Regions from separate parts of the Mus musculus genome. Here all the other regions are linked to region 4. The links are chromatin contacts, called in public ChIA-PET and HiChIP or PLAC-seq maps. All regions are on one chromosome and are shown on one strand. The core of a region is the stretch at or near the end of the contact, and the rest is flanking DNA. Distances in the headings are between cores, read along the strand shown.

Region 1 (3,256 bases), core at 626-3,125, 250 kb after region 4:
AGCGTTTGATTCTTTATGTACAGCATCTGATACCAGACACCATTCTTTTCAGTCATCTCTTACCTAGGAGGAGTGGCTCCACCATCAAGTTGGCCTTAAAAGATTTCTAAAATGTCTTTGGGGGCAGGGATTTGCATCAGCCACACGCATGAGCATGCGGGCTGCGTGCCCTTTCAGCCTCTCCAGGCTACTCATAACCCCCAGGCCCTCAAAGGCATGTGGATTCCCAGTAATTATGCAGGAAAGCATAGCTTAGAACCAGGAAGATGAGAGATGTCATCGTGGGGCAGCAATGCTTGCTTTGTGGTCTCTTTATGCTCAGGGTGTATCTACAGGGCTGTGGGTATTTGCTATAACTGAGGAAAATGAATTCCAAACACCAAACAGCCCCAACCTGCACCTCTCCAAAGTCTACCCTTTCATCTCTGCAGCAAGCCAAGCGCACAAGTAGTGAGCACTTTGGGGGACCTCCCACCAGGAAGCCTATCTTAAACTCTCCAAAGAACTCCATGTCCTTGCTGTGTGCGACATGCATGGGCCCTTGTTTGGGTGTTTTGATATATTTTTTTCTGTTCTAACCCCTCTTTATGTCTGCAAGATACTTCATGATATACTCTGCCCCAGGTGGCCCAAACTGACTTTAGTAACGCTGACTTTCAGGAATGTGTGTTGCCTTGGGGGTTGAGGGAGAGTCACTTATGATCAGCTAGTGCCCCAGGCCACATCAATTTGTTGTTGTGCCTACTAGTGAGCCTTCTCTGCAGGCATTCCCCTCTATATTCCAAGGGCTTGACATATCAGCATTGAAAGTGGCCAGTCAGTGAATCTTACTTATCAGATAAAATGTGTGAGGGTCAGAAAACCTCAGAGACAAAGGGCTTCCCCAAGGTTGATAGGAAACTATTATTCTGGGAGCAAAGAGTTTTATCTCTTAGAATTTTTGAAGAGAGGAATACAGGAAAACTCAACCATCAAGACTCAGAATACAGGGCTGGCGAGATGGCTCAGCAGGTAAGAGCACTGACTGCTCTTCCAAAGGTCCTGAGTTCAAATCCCAGCAACCACATGGTGGCTCACAACCACCCGTAATGAGATCTGACGCCCTCTTCTGGAACGTCTGAAGATAGCTACAGTGTACTTACATATAATAAAGAAATAAATCTTTTAAAAAAAGACTCAGAATACAGGCCCTGGGGTATCAGGGGCTCCAGGGAGATGAAAAACAAAACAAAACAAAACAAAACCAAAACACAGACCATGACAATAATGGATGCAGGCCCCCTCTTGGTCAGTCAATGGATTTCCCTCACAGGTTCACTCTCAGTCAGTCAGTGGGTTACCCTCACTGTGGTGGTATTGACAGCCGCTCCTTTGAACCCTGAGCAGTGTCTCTCAGGCCGGTGTGTGTCCCGCCTGCTCTCTGCCCAGAGGAGCCCAGGTTTCCTGAGCCTGGCCTCTTCTCACAATTAGATATGGTTCTGTTGGGGAGATAAAGAGAGGTCATAGGCCCTGAGAGGGGAGAGGGAAGGCGCCCGGCTCTCCTTTTCCCAGGAAACAATCCCATGGTCTTTGAAAGTTATTAAGAAGGAATTACCATGTAGAATTCAAGTTCATTCCAGCACACAGTGGGTTTAGCCAAATGAGGGGGGTGGGCACTTTGTGACCAAGGACTGTGACCTCAACTGTCCATCACTGAAGTGTAGAAACTGACCAGAGATAGGTCATTCTATCTTGAAGGGAACTACAGGAAAAAGGTAGCTTAGACAGATGAACTAAGGAAGTATGCATATGATTTTTTAAAAAAACCCAAAGATTAATTTATGGCCATTGGACAGTAAATGACAGGACGTCACTGCCCTCTGCTGGTAGCAGCGTCCTCACCATGTTGGCCCCTGAGTTTTCCTTTGCTTGGAAACTGGTTTGAAGACTCAGGCAAACAGCTTTTGGAACAGCTTCATGATAAAGGGCCACTCCTTGGTTTCAGGTGAGCCGTGTGCTCACTCATTCCCCAGGCTGCAGGCGAAGTGGGCAGCCAGCCACACATACTCCACTGAAGGAAGCCTTTCTGCTCCATGTCTCAGTAGTGAGGGCCACAGACTTCCTCCTAGCCAGTGTTAACGCCTGAGTCATAGCCCCATACTCGCAGAGTGCAGCTTAAGACTCTCCTGCCTGCCCGTAACTCAGGACTCTCAGAACATAGCAAACAGGATCCCTCCTTTCTGTTCAGTACGAGCTGGGCTGCTTTTCACGGAATCCGCCAGTTCGGTTGCAACCACACAAATCAGAATTGCGAGATGCCCAGTTCCAGATGGGAAACCCATCTGACAGCTCCCACCGATCCTTAAGTTATGGAGGCTGTCTACCTCTTGGCCCAAGAGTCCATCCTGGCTGCTGGTTCTGGGGAACACGATCAGGGGTCTTCCCTTCAACCCCCTACCCCAACATTCTCTGCAGGCTTTGTTTATCTTTGAGCTGTTCTAGGCATCTAAACGTACATGGATCTATCCAGAACTTCTGACACTGGAGGCATCTATCTATCTATCTATCTATCTATCTATCTATCTATCTATCTATCTATCTATCTATCTATCTATTGCCATTCCTTAATCTAATTAGACAAAGTACACATCTCCAACAACGATTTTGGATTAGGTAACGCAATTCACACGGGTCAACAACTAAAACAATAAAATGGCTTCAAGTAAACGTCCATCAATCTTGTTGCATTATCTACAGCCTTTCTTATGCCTCTTCTTTCCCCTGCAGGAGCCAATCATGGTTAGAACTTTCCGCTCTTTATCTCGGCATTTCTACAAACATGAACATGCAAATGTACATCAGTGTTGATTTTTTCCCCTTTAGGCTAAAAGGAAGCATGCTCTGTATTCTGTTCTAAAACCTCCCCTGCCCCAGGAAAATACATGCAGGATAACTTTCCCACATCAATACACTTCAAAACTACTCATTTCCATGATGTAACGACATCACAGTTTACTTCACTAGTGTCTTATGGATGGGCCAGGTTTATTTCTATTAGTTAAATATTTTTGTTGCCTTCTTCTTCCTCCTCTTCCTCCTCTTCCTCTTCTTCTTCTTCCTCCCCCTCCTCCTTCCCAGCCTTCATCACTATTTATACTGTTTCAAATCATGTCACAGGTGGGTCATTGTGCTTATTATCCAGCGGCTGGGAGGTAGGCGTTATCAACAGTCTAAGGTCATCCTCTGACACATGGGTGGATCTAAGCCAGCCTGGGTT
Region 2 (3,703 bases), core at 569-3,068, 160 kb after region 4:
CAGATGGCACCACCTCTCCCCTCCCCCCTTCTGTTCAACATGGTGAAGAATAACTCCAGATGGGAAAAGATAAATATAGCTCTCTTTCTACCCCTGCTCCCGTGTGTGTGTGTATCTGTCCATCAGTGTCTGTCTGTCTGTGCACACAAGTGCACGTCCATCCAATCCATGCACGGAAGCCTGAAGTCCACAGTAGGTTGTCAGGAATAATAGTTTCTGCTCCTTATTTTTTTGAGACAACTTCTGCCCCTGAGCCTGGAGCTCACTGATTCACCTGGGCTGGCTGGCCACCAAGCCTCAGCATCCACCTGTCTCTACCCTGCCCTCTAACACAGGGGTCACCGACATCTCACCCCATTTCTATGTTGGGTGTTGGGGATGGGAATTCGAGTCCTCATGCTTGCACAAGAAGCATTACCAGCTGAGCCATTTCTCCAGATCGTCACAGTAGCTCTTGAAGTTGTCAGTACTACTTGAACAACACAAAAGATAGGAGTCTAGAAATCCCTGACATCTAAACGGCGTTGGGTCACCAGTGGACTGAAGATATTAGTACTCATAGCATCCCTTTCCACACTCCCTGAGAGGTTGTCATGAGTGAGAATTGTCATAAAGGCACAGGATCAACAAGACTGAGGTTTCTTGGGGTGTCAACAACAAAGAACGTTGGCTACAGGTGGGGAAAGTACCGTAGTGCCCTTCCACCTGCTATGCCCAAGAAGTGCCCTCAACGGTGGTGGCAGGTGCACCACCTCCAACGTTGCTGTGAAGTTAGGGATGCTCACTAAGCATTTCTTGACTGAGACCCAAGAGACAAGTATGGGAGTTTCACATCGCCCTCTCTCTGTTTCTCTCTCTCTCTCTCTCTCTCTCTCTCTCTCTCTCTCTCTCTCTCTCTCGCCCTTTCGAGGACTTTGGGGTCATCATGCTCTTACCCAAATGGCTGCAAGGTTCCAGTGATTCTGGGAGTAAGTGTGGCTGACTGGGTGCTTGGCTGCTCACGGTGGGCCTCCCAGAGCCTTGTATGGCCATGAACTTTTACCCAGAGAAAGCCCATGTTTAGCTTCAGAATGGTTCCCTGGGGTCAGCCTTTACCGTAGTTCACAGTCCAGCACCCCCTAGGGGTTAATTTTACCACTCTAAGCTAGGAGGGGCTGGAATAGAGGACCACAAGGAGAGGAAGAGAGAGAGAGAGAGAGAGAGAGAGAGAGAGAGAGAGAGAGAGAGAGAGAGAGAGAGAGAAGAAGAAGGAGAAGGAGAAGGAGAAGGAGAAGGAGAAGGAGAAGGAGAAGGAGAAGGAGAAGGAGAAGGAGAAGGAGAAGGAGAAGAGAAGAGAAGAGAAGAGAAAGACAGAGACACAGAGAGTGGAGAGACTGAAAGACAGACAGAGACAGACTCAGAGAAGGGAGAGCTCGCAGGCTTGGGGAAGTGGGATGCTGCTTTTTGCATGAATTTATCTTTTTTTTTTCTTTCGTTTTTTTGGCAAACCACAGACCAGCTACACATTTTTTGGCAGTTTCCTGAGGATAAGCTTCGTATTTTGAGACAGGAAAAAAAAAAAAAAAAGGAAGAGTGGGAGTCTGGGGAAGAAATGAGACAGAAAGTAGTTGTTCGCTCTCCCATGAGCAGACAACACACACACACACACACACACACACACACACACACACACACACACACACACACACACACACACGACTCCTGGCAATAAGGAAGTGAGACTAGATCTTTTTCATGAATGGGGCTCAGCTCAGTCTTGCTGAACTTCCGCTCTCCCATTCACCAGCATTCAAATTTCACCTTCTGACCATCCAAGACAGCTGGCTGCCGGCCCAGGCGCTGGGAGCTGTTTGAGATCATCCTCCTGCCCACAGGAAACTGGGCGCTAACAAGAACCTTCCTTCCTGCGCTGCCGAATCCAAAGTGACCGGGATGTTTCCGGAATACCGACCTGAGGGGCACTGGCCCCTGGACTCCCCGCGCCTCCCCCCCTCCCCAGCCCTTTTCCCCAGGACCTTGCTCATCTCTGAGGAAGCTCAGAAATTCCAGCGCTTCTGCAGGCGACTGTGAAGGACGCTGACTCTCTGGGTCCGTTAATGCCTGCCTTGCAATTAAGCCAGGGGAAATGACAGTCAACATTCTGGAGGGAACACCTCACGGCCCTTCCCATGGGGTGTTGGGGCAGTTCACTGTGCTGTGGCCTGCCAGTGTGCCCCTCCTGTTCATCAGGAGGTAGCAGAGGGTGCCTGGGTTCCTCGAAATTTCCCTGTGGAAATCATTCCAAGGGGTGCCTGTATGTCTATGTAGTGGGAAAGCAAGCTGGAGGGCTTTGTCTTATTTTGCTGGTCCGCAGTTTTCTGCTTGTTGAAGGGACAATCATAAAACACTCCCAGAGCGGAGTTACTGCAAACACTGAATGGCCCAAAGTGAAAGATTCGGTTTCTAAGGCAGAGTGATGCTGGCCGCCAGCAGAGCAGTTGCCACTATTGAGAGAGAATGATGGCTTCCAGCAGCGGTGGGTGTTATAGATTTGTGGCCAGTAGGGGGCGTGCTAGTTACCGTTCTGCTGCTATGACAAAATACCCCGACAAAAGCAATTTAAGGAAGGAAGGAAAGACTTTGGCTCACAGTTGCAGGGTGCAATCCATCAGGGCAGGGGAGTCGGAAGCTTGAGGCAACTGATCACATTGTACCGGCAGAGTCAGAGAGCAGGAAGCCAGATGAACGTTGTGTTTGGCTTGATATCTCCTTTTTATTCAGCCCAGGACCCAGGCCAGGGGACGGTGACACCCATATTCAGGGTGAGTCTTCCCACCTCAATCTAATGAAGAGAGTGGCTCACAGAGCATGAGGCTAGCCCAATCTAGGAAATCCCTCCCAGGTGTGCCTAGAGGCTTGCCTCCTCGGGGAATACAGAGTCTGTCAGGATGACAGTCCTCACAGGATGAAGACAGTGACAGGTAGGGCAGACATGACCCCTGACTTGGAAACAAAGGAAGAAGAAGAGACTGGTAGGGAGAGGTTTTTTTCTCCTTTCCCTGCCTTCTCTTCTGTAGCCCCTTGTAGTGGAAAATGAAAAGGCCACCAGGTTCTTGTCCCCTCCTGAATGCTTAGTTTGTTACACAGACTCCCTGGGCTTCACATCAGATGAGTTGTAGACATTCCAGGAGGCAGGGGCATGGCTGAAAAGACCTCTAGAATTCTTCCCTACTTTCAGACCAGGAGTCTTCCCAAAGGCTGGGGCAGAGAACTGGGGCAGAGAGCTGGGGCACTGCCTTCCTGTGAATGGACTTGGAAGTATCAGGGTCTTTGCTTGGCCATGTGATTCATAGCAAAGGAACGGTGATCACGACACTGTCCTTCTAGGAATGTATTGATGCTGGAGCCATCCTTGTCCACGGGCCCATCTTCAGTACAAAGATGCTAGGAACAGAAACCACTGCTGGGGGGCGGGGTCGGGGGCGGGGTCAGGAGAGGTTGATGGACCTGTCCCCTCCTTTTCCTTCTCCCCTCTCCTCTCCTTTCTTCATTCCTCCTCCTCCTCTCTATCTCTCCCCCTCCTTTTCTCCTACCCTACCTCCCTTCCTCCTTTCCTTCCTTTTCAGGGTCTCCCTTTGTAGAGTCTTGGACTCATGAGCCTTCTACCTCAGCCTCCTGAGTTCCAGAGCTGTCATTGTGAGCCATCATGCCAGCTGGGATTCTC
Region 3 (3,243 bases), core at 649-3,148, 220 kb after region 4:
GTTGGAAGGAGCTAGCTGAGGTGGAGACATGAAGATGGGGGTGGGGTGGGGAATGGTGGCCAGCTGAGGGGGCCAAGGCAGGGCAAGCTCCAATGTGAAGAAATGAAGGAAACAATACTGATTCCCAGGCCGACATGGAAACCTTGTTACCAAACAAGTGCTCTGTGGCAGTCTCAGCTGATGGGCAGCAGACACCCAATTTCTATCCATCTGTAGAATGGGATGAACAATTTGTTACCACCATCTACTTAAAAATAATGCTGAAGGGCTGGCAAAGATGACTTGGGAAGTGGGGGTGGTAAAGGCACTGGCTACCTAGTCTGATGACCTGAGTTCCAGTTCCAGAAATCACAGGATGGAAAGAGAGAAAGTTGTCTTCTGGCTGCCATAAGCAGCATCTCAAATAAATAAACAAACAAATAAATATTGTAACAAGCAAACAAACAAAAACTTCAACATAAATAACTGCCTAAAGAGCCCCGGTGTTCAGCAGTTCTAAAGTAATGGTGTATATATTTAATCATGGAGATCAGGGCTTGGGGAGGTCAGGGGATGTTAGGAAGGCAATGGGATTAACACATCTTTACAGCTAGGGAAGAGGAGACCAAGGCAGGCTAGTGACCTGCCCATGGTCACAGCCGATGAGCAGCAGAGAACAGAGCTTTTTATGGCAAACCACGCTGGTAACACAGAGAAGCACCCTGTGCTCCCATGAAATGCAAGGCTTTAAGGGCTCCACTAAAGCCCCCTAAAGCAGGCAAAGCACTGCCGCCTGCCTTGTCTTCCGAGGGAGGCTTCCCAAGCTAGCAGCCCTGCCCATAACGCTCTGCCACATGCCACATCCACTAATGGTCTCTTCGCAGTATTGTGGCCGTTACCAAGTGCCTAAGCTATTAACTCACCAGCAGCAGGTGCCAAATTGCCTCTTCTTCTGCACAAGATGTTCATTTAAAACCAAATTACACGTAAATCCTCAAGTGCCTGCTTATTTCCTTCAGCCTTTAGCCTTTTTTTTTTTTTTTTTTGGTGGCCCCCACCCCCTTCACACCCGGCTGCTGGATGTCTCTGAGATGACACGTGGCGTCTCTCCGCAGTTGTGTAGTGAGAAACCGGGCTGTGTGAACCCCAAGCTCGTGGGCTTCCCGAGGGGCACAAATAGAACTGGAAGGATGCTTCGGGACGCTTCCACATCAACTTGACCCTCTTCCGTGGAAACTGAGGCCAAGAATGCAAAAAGGGCTTGCCCAAGCAAGCTGGAAAGACCAAACTAGCATAAGTCTTTTGCTTTGCCAAAGAGGAATCTAAGCTTAGAGAGGTGGTAAGTGACCACCCCTATGCTGGATCCAAGCCTGGAATCTGAGAGGGCCAAGAGGCAGCCCTGGGAAGCAAGCCTTCCTGCTGTCTTATGGCGCTGCGTCCCCTGAGGCCTGGGTGCCCCCTGGCCCTTGTGTGCAATGCTGAAGTCGCTATGGGGCACGCGATGGGGGCGGTGGGGGGAAGAGGGCTAGGGTCCTGACCCTGCAGAAATCAGCTTCGAGGAGGGGCCCCACCTCAGAGTTAAAGGGGCCTCTGGTTGGGGACCCCGGACAGGGTCCGAATGCCTTCCCCCATTCAGTAGGATTATCCCTTTTGAATTGTTGGGGGCGGAAAAAAAAAAAAGCTACAGCTAGCGAACCCTGCCTGACAACACCGAAGGAATTTTTCCCAGGGATCAGCCGAAAGCTGACTCACATTTAAAGACTTGCCCAAAGTGGTCATGCCCCTCTGAGCAAATACCACAGGCATGTAAAACCTCGCTCCCCGCGGCCTCCGGCGGCCGCCCATTGGAGCGGCGCGGCGCCTCTTGGGCCACGCTCAGCCAATCGCAGCGCCGCGGCGCCGGGTTGCTAACCCGGCTGCGGGTCGGCGGCAGGCGCGGGCCGGGAGCTGTCACCGCTTGTTTCCTGTCCCGGGGGCGGGCGTGCAGCGGGTGGGAGGCCCAGGCTGTTTGTTTAGGCAGGTAAGGCCTGCTAAGGGAAGCAAAAGATCCAAGGCGGAGCCACCTACCCGGGAGCCCGCCGTAGGGCCTGGGAGAGTGCAGGCTTCAGGCAGGCTAGGGTGCATTCCTGGGCTGCCGCCCCACGCTTCCAGGGGCCCCGGTCTGGGCGACCCCTCTGCTATCAGGATGCTTGCAAGTCCCGCTCCCATTAGTCATTCCGTGACATCACCACCAGAACCCCAGCAGAGGGCAAGCCGGCCAGGGTATCACCCCAAAGAAGTGAAAGGGTTCTGGCCTGGCCACTGCCTGATCCAGGAATCAGCGTGCCATCTTCATTTGAGACAAGGCTGTTCTCTCCTAGCCTTGGCTGGCCAAGAAAGAATTCACCCTACAGCTCAGGGAGGCCTAGAATTTGTGAGGGCTTTTTTTTCTACCCTAGCCTTTAGAGTGGAAGTGCAGGAAAGATTACAGGCATGAGCCCTTTATGCCCGGCACAACCGTAGCTCTTGTCTTCTGTCAACCTAAATACATTTTTTTGTTGTATGGGGTTGTTTTTGAGATAGTGTCTCGTGTGTCCCAGGCTGGCCTTAAATCTACTGAGGATGACCTAAAATGTCTGATCCACCTCCCGGTTGCTGGGATTGTGGGACTATACAGTTAACACTTGGTTTTATGCAGTGCTGTGGATCAAACCCAGGGTCTCCTGCGGGCCAAGCAAGCGTGTCACTGAAGACCTAGAGCTCCCAGTCCTGTTTGCTCATCTCTAAAATGAGATATGTAGGCCAGCCCTCTTCCCAGGCCCTGGCTCAAAGCCTGGTTCTTATCTGGAGTATGCAAGGAACGTTGAGGTTTGATTCCAGTCCCTCTGTTCCGATTTCCCACAGAACCCCCCAAGTGCTTTCTTATTTGGCACATGGCATCTAGCCATTGAGTCAAAACAGAGGGTCCTCTCTTCCCTTCCAGCCTCCCTTCTGTCCAGCTGTGCAGCACAGTTTCATATCCCCTCTGCTTGCCTCTAGCGTTTGCACCACCTGCCCCATCACTTAGACACACCATGTTTCTTCCCTTGTCTGTTTTCCAGGTCTCTGCAGAAATGGTCCATTCTCTCTGTGCCTTAATTTTCTGTAGGTCCCGTTGCTGTCATTTATGTGGCATCCCAAACCACAATTGTAGTTTCTTCTGTTAGACAGGATAGGAACCACTGTTGGTTTGTTTTGTGCACCTCTTTAGTTCCTAGCATGTGATAATTATTAAATTGAAGTTAT
Region 4 (3,232 bases), core at 436-2,935:
CTTCGAACACTAGGCTTTAAGATAACCAAGAAGCAGAGAATAGTGGGTTAATTTGCTCTGGTTCAAATACTTGCCCCACAACTTTAAGTTCCCTGGAGTCTGACTCCCCTTACTCTCCAGTGAATCACAGATACTCCATATTCACACAGATATTGCCCGTTAAGAATCTAAGTAGGGGGCGGGCGGTGGTGGCGCACGCCTTTAATCCTAGCACTTGGGAGGCAGAGACAGGCGGATTTCTGAGTTCAAGGCCAGCCTGGACTATAAAGTGAGTTCCAGGACAGCCAAGACTACAGAGAAACCCTGTCTCGAAAAACCAAAAAAAAAAAAAAAAAAAAAATCTAAGTAGGGATCGTTTCCCAGCAGGGTCTACATTGAAAAGAGGACAAGGGGGTTCATGTTCCTTTAGTGCTCCCAATAAAGCGGTATCATCTCCCGGAACATTCTAGAAAGCACAGGGACACAGAAAGACACAGGGAACCAGAGTTCTAATTTAGCCACTAAAATCCCTGAATCCTAAAGGTCCACTTCACATGATGCTGGAGACCATCTTCCTATAAAGAGGAAGCTGGACAGAAAAAGCATGCGTTGAAGAAGGTCGCCACAAGGTTCAAACGCTGTCAGCGTTCCTGTGAGCCCTATGAAGCCGGAAACGGTAATCAGTCCCGCTCCGAGAAGCTGTTCTGATAAGCCCTGACTACACAGGTGAGACTCAGCTGCTTTTTATCTGAGCTTTGCTTACAGAAGAACACGTTATTTAATTCTCGGGCATATTTCTTCCTCTCTGCTCCATGTGCTCCATCCTCTCCATTTGGTTAGATCCAGAGAGATTAGAAAGACTGCTGCCACCAATCTGCTTATCGGAACGCAGGTCAGAAAGATTAAGTCTGTCCTACGAGGCAGCTACTGAATCCCAACGAGGAGCCTGAATCCCAACCAAGCAACGCCTTGAAACTTCCCTCCTCTTACCCACCCTGAATCTGCCTACCATCATCACCAGGCAAACATGTACTGGGAAGGAAAACGATAGGTGACCTAAAGCCAGATTCTGCTCCATGAAATCTGTCATGATAAAAATGTTTGTTCAGGGTGATGCAGTCGACTGAGACGGAGATCTCGAACTCTCTAATTTTTTCCCTCAGAACTGTAGCCTCTGAAGGGAGGTAAATTGCAAAAGTACCCCCGATGCAAGGAGAAAGGGGGAGGGGAGGGTGAGAAAATAAGGCAACCAGCATAGGATAGATGAGGTGTGGCTCAGCAATTCTAAAAACTCTGGAATTTACTAGGGGGCAGAAAAGGTCACACTGAAAAGTCGAGAGGCCGGGTCATGTCTTCTCGCAATGGCTGGGAACCGTGATCGTGTGCTTCTCCACACTTCTTTCCTCGTGGAAAACGCAAGGCTCTTGACATTTAAGACCCGGCTTCCTCACGCAGGGTGTCGCGGATAAAAGATTGGACACGAGAGGATGCAAAGAAAAAGCACATGGAAAGCCCACCCTCCCCGGATTGGAGCACGTAGGGACCAGAAGAGACCCAGGCCAGGAAGCTCCCGGCAACTGCGATACTCACTGGCGGATAACGGTCAAGGCGAAGCGCGGCATTTTGGCACAAGACGCGTGAGCCACGACCCGGCTCTGCAGCAGCACCTCGCTGCGCCTGACTCTGGGACCACTTTGCCTGCACTACTTCCGTCTGCACGGCGGACCGGCCCCGTAGCTATTGGTCGAGGCGGCTGAACGTCACCACAGGGTTGCCAATAAAGGTGGAGCCTGAAACCGGAGAAGCCCCGCCCAGGCCAGTGGCGCTTGCGCTCCTGCGCGCCAACCTGTGATTGGCGCCTGGCAGGTGCGCGCGGCCCCGCCCTGGGTTAACGCCCTGGAGTCTTGCCAGAGCTAGACCGCCGCCTGCACCAGGGACAGATAAGGACTGCTTTGATTGTTTTATGCTGAACTGATTTGAGGAAGGCGTGCAAGGTGTAGTGTGCCTGTAGTGTGCCAAGGCGATGGCTCTCCTCTGGTGGTTACACAGCCAGACTGCATCCTTTGAGGGTTAGCTGTTATCCTTTACCTGGGAAGTGAGGTCAAAGTAGGTATGTAGATCCAAACCAACCTAGTTTCTCTCTCAACTTCTTAACCAAAGACTTTTGTCAGGCCACTTTCTTGCCTTCTGCTTTGCTGAGCCTGGTCCTCCCAAACATTATTACCAAGTATTTTCGCTAATGCTGCTATCATTTATAATTAAGTTACTCTAGAGCTCTCCACTGATACCTGTTGTATTAAGAGTTTAATTCAACCATTTCTTAAAATAATTCCTATTGTAATGAACGTTATCTCTGTTGCACTGATCTAGAGGAAAGTCGTTTCCTTAAAAACAAATGCAGGGACAAAGGTTCTGTATAAAACCCCTCGAGAGGGGTTGGGGAGTTGGCTTAACCCTTTAAGAGCCCAGATTATTTGCTCCTCTGGAGAACCAGGTTCAAAGCCCAGTGCACCCACAGAGGCAATCAAACATCTGTAACTGCAGTTCCAGGAAGACCATTTACTTTCTGCTGACCTCTGGGCTCACGTTATGCACAGACATTCAGGCAGAGCACCTAGACACATAAAATAAAAAGAAATATCAACAAATAAATAGATGTCTTCAAGACTGAGACTGAGCCTCTAGTCCTCAGCCATATAATAGGAACATAGGGACAAAAGGGCTATAGGGGCTGGAGGTCAACAGCCTGTGCCCAGCCAGCCAGGCCTGGCCATCTAGCCTTCCTAAGACAACTGAGAGCCAAATAAATAGTGAGGGAAAAAAAGGAGGAAAAAGAGGTTTATTCAGTGTATCCACTGTTCCTCACCTCAGTCCATTGGTGGGATCCTAAATTTTCTCTGAAATTTTAAATGGAAGCTAAGAGATAGACATGCCTAAGCAGCCCAGCCACCAAGGTGTAGTCGCCCACAGAGGAATGTCTCATCTCTGCCTATCTCTAGCAAGTGATGTTCCTTCCAGAGACTGTTCCCTCCTCTGACTGCCTTCAGGACTTTTTCTCACTCCAGCAAGAGATTCCCGGAGAGATGGAGAGACTCCCAGTCTCTTGGGATCCATTGTTTCAACAGACTCATAGCCAAAGAGAGGGCACAAGAGTCCCTTTTGGCTATATTTATTTTTACCAAGTATGGTGGCACATACCCTTAGCCCCAGCACTCAGGAGTCAGAGGCAAGAAAATCTTCTGAGTTTTAGGTC

What was found. ChIA-PET counts read pairs in DNA pulled down with a chosen protein or histone mark. HiChIP or PLAC-seq counts read pairs in DNA pulled down with a chosen protein or histone mark.
Region 1: an HNF4G HiChIP or PLAC-seq map of pancreatic cancer cells shows a contact between it and region 4. The contact joins the enhancer-like site here to the promoter of Tigar in region 4. A contact is called at or near these places in 5 of 39 promoter capture datasets (the 3T3-L1 cell line, the C10 cell line, embryonic stem cells and 2 more), 3 of 15 datasets of contacts at CTCF or cohesin (CD8 T cells, the NIH/3T3 cell line and large pre-B cells), 2 of 484 Hi-C or Micro-C datasets (the G1E-ER4 cell line and bone marrow-derived macrophages), 15 of 115 datasets of contacts at active chromatin or transcription factors (bone marrow-derived macrophages, craniofacial prominence, double positive thymocytes and 9 more) and 4 of 9 other capture datasets (adipose tissue, liver, macrophages and 1 more).
Region 2: a contact with region 4 is called in an RNA polymerase II ChIA-PET map of effector CD8 T cells, with 14 read pairs. The contact joins the enhancer-like site here to the promoter of Tigar in region 4. A contact is called at or near these places in 2 of 39 promoter capture datasets (macrophages and pre-B cells), 1 of 484 Hi-C or Micro-C datasets (embryonic stem cells), 3 of 115 datasets of contacts at active chromatin or transcription factors (effector CD8 T cells, pancreatic cancer cells and stem cell-derived neural progenitor cells) and 3 of 9 other capture datasets (adipose tissue, liver and macrophages).
Region 3: an HNF4G HiChIP or PLAC-seq map of pancreatic cancer cells shows a contact between it and region 4. The contact joins the enhancer-like site here to the promoter of Tigar in region 4. A contact is called at or near these places in 3 of 39 promoter capture datasets (the 3T3-L1 cell line, hippocampal neurons and pre-B cells), 1 of 15 datasets of contacts at CTCF or cohesin (the NIH/3T3 cell line), 2 of 484 Hi-C or Micro-C datasets (B cells and muscle stem cells), 11 of 115 datasets of contacts at active chromatin or transcription factors (bone marrow-derived macrophages, craniofacial prominence, effector CD8 T cells and 8 more) and 4 of 9 other capture datasets (adipose tissue, liver, macrophages and 1 more).

Annotation. Positions count from the first base shown.
Region 1 is chr6:127,357,621-127,360,876 of GRCm38.p6, forward strand. No RefSeq gene overlaps it. Among named protein-coding and RNA genes, the nearest start is that of Gm52919, 38 kb to the left of the region's middle. Within about 2 kb of position 1,876, at least 72 of the 459 cell types and tissues checked have an H3K27ac peak or open chromatin away from gene starts, as enhancers often do. A contact at or near this core is called in CD8 T cells, bone marrow-derived macrophages, extraembryonic endoderm stem cells and 1 more, where this site is marked.
Region 2 is chr6:127,264,468-127,268,170 of GRCm38.p6, forward strand. No RefSeq gene overlaps it. Among named protein-coding and RNA genes, the nearest start is that of Gm38404, 42 kb to the right of the region's middle. Within about 2 kb of position 1,819, at least 175 of the 459 cell types and tissues checked have an H3K27ac peak or open chromatin away from gene starts, as enhancers often do. A contact at or near this core is called in effector CD8 T cells, pre-B cells and stem cell-derived neural progenitor cells, where this site is marked.
Region 3 is chr6:127,328,538-127,331,780 of GRCm38.p6, forward strand. No RefSeq gene overlaps it. Among named protein-coding and RNA genes, the nearest start is that of Gm52919, 9.0 kb to the left of the region's middle. Within about 2 kb of position 1,899, at least 227 of the 459 cell types and tissues checked have an H3K27ac peak or open chromatin away from gene starts, as enhancers often do. A contact at or near this core is called in B cells, the NIH/3T3 cell line, bone marrow-derived macrophages and 10 more, where this site is marked.
Region 4 is chr6:127,107,867-127,111,098 of GRCm38.p6, forward strand. It overlaps Tigar (Trp53 induced glycolysis regulatory phosphatase), which reads right to left and starts at 1,686. Exons shown (of 6, transcript NM_177003.5): 1 at 1,570-1,686. The coding sequence starts at 1,601.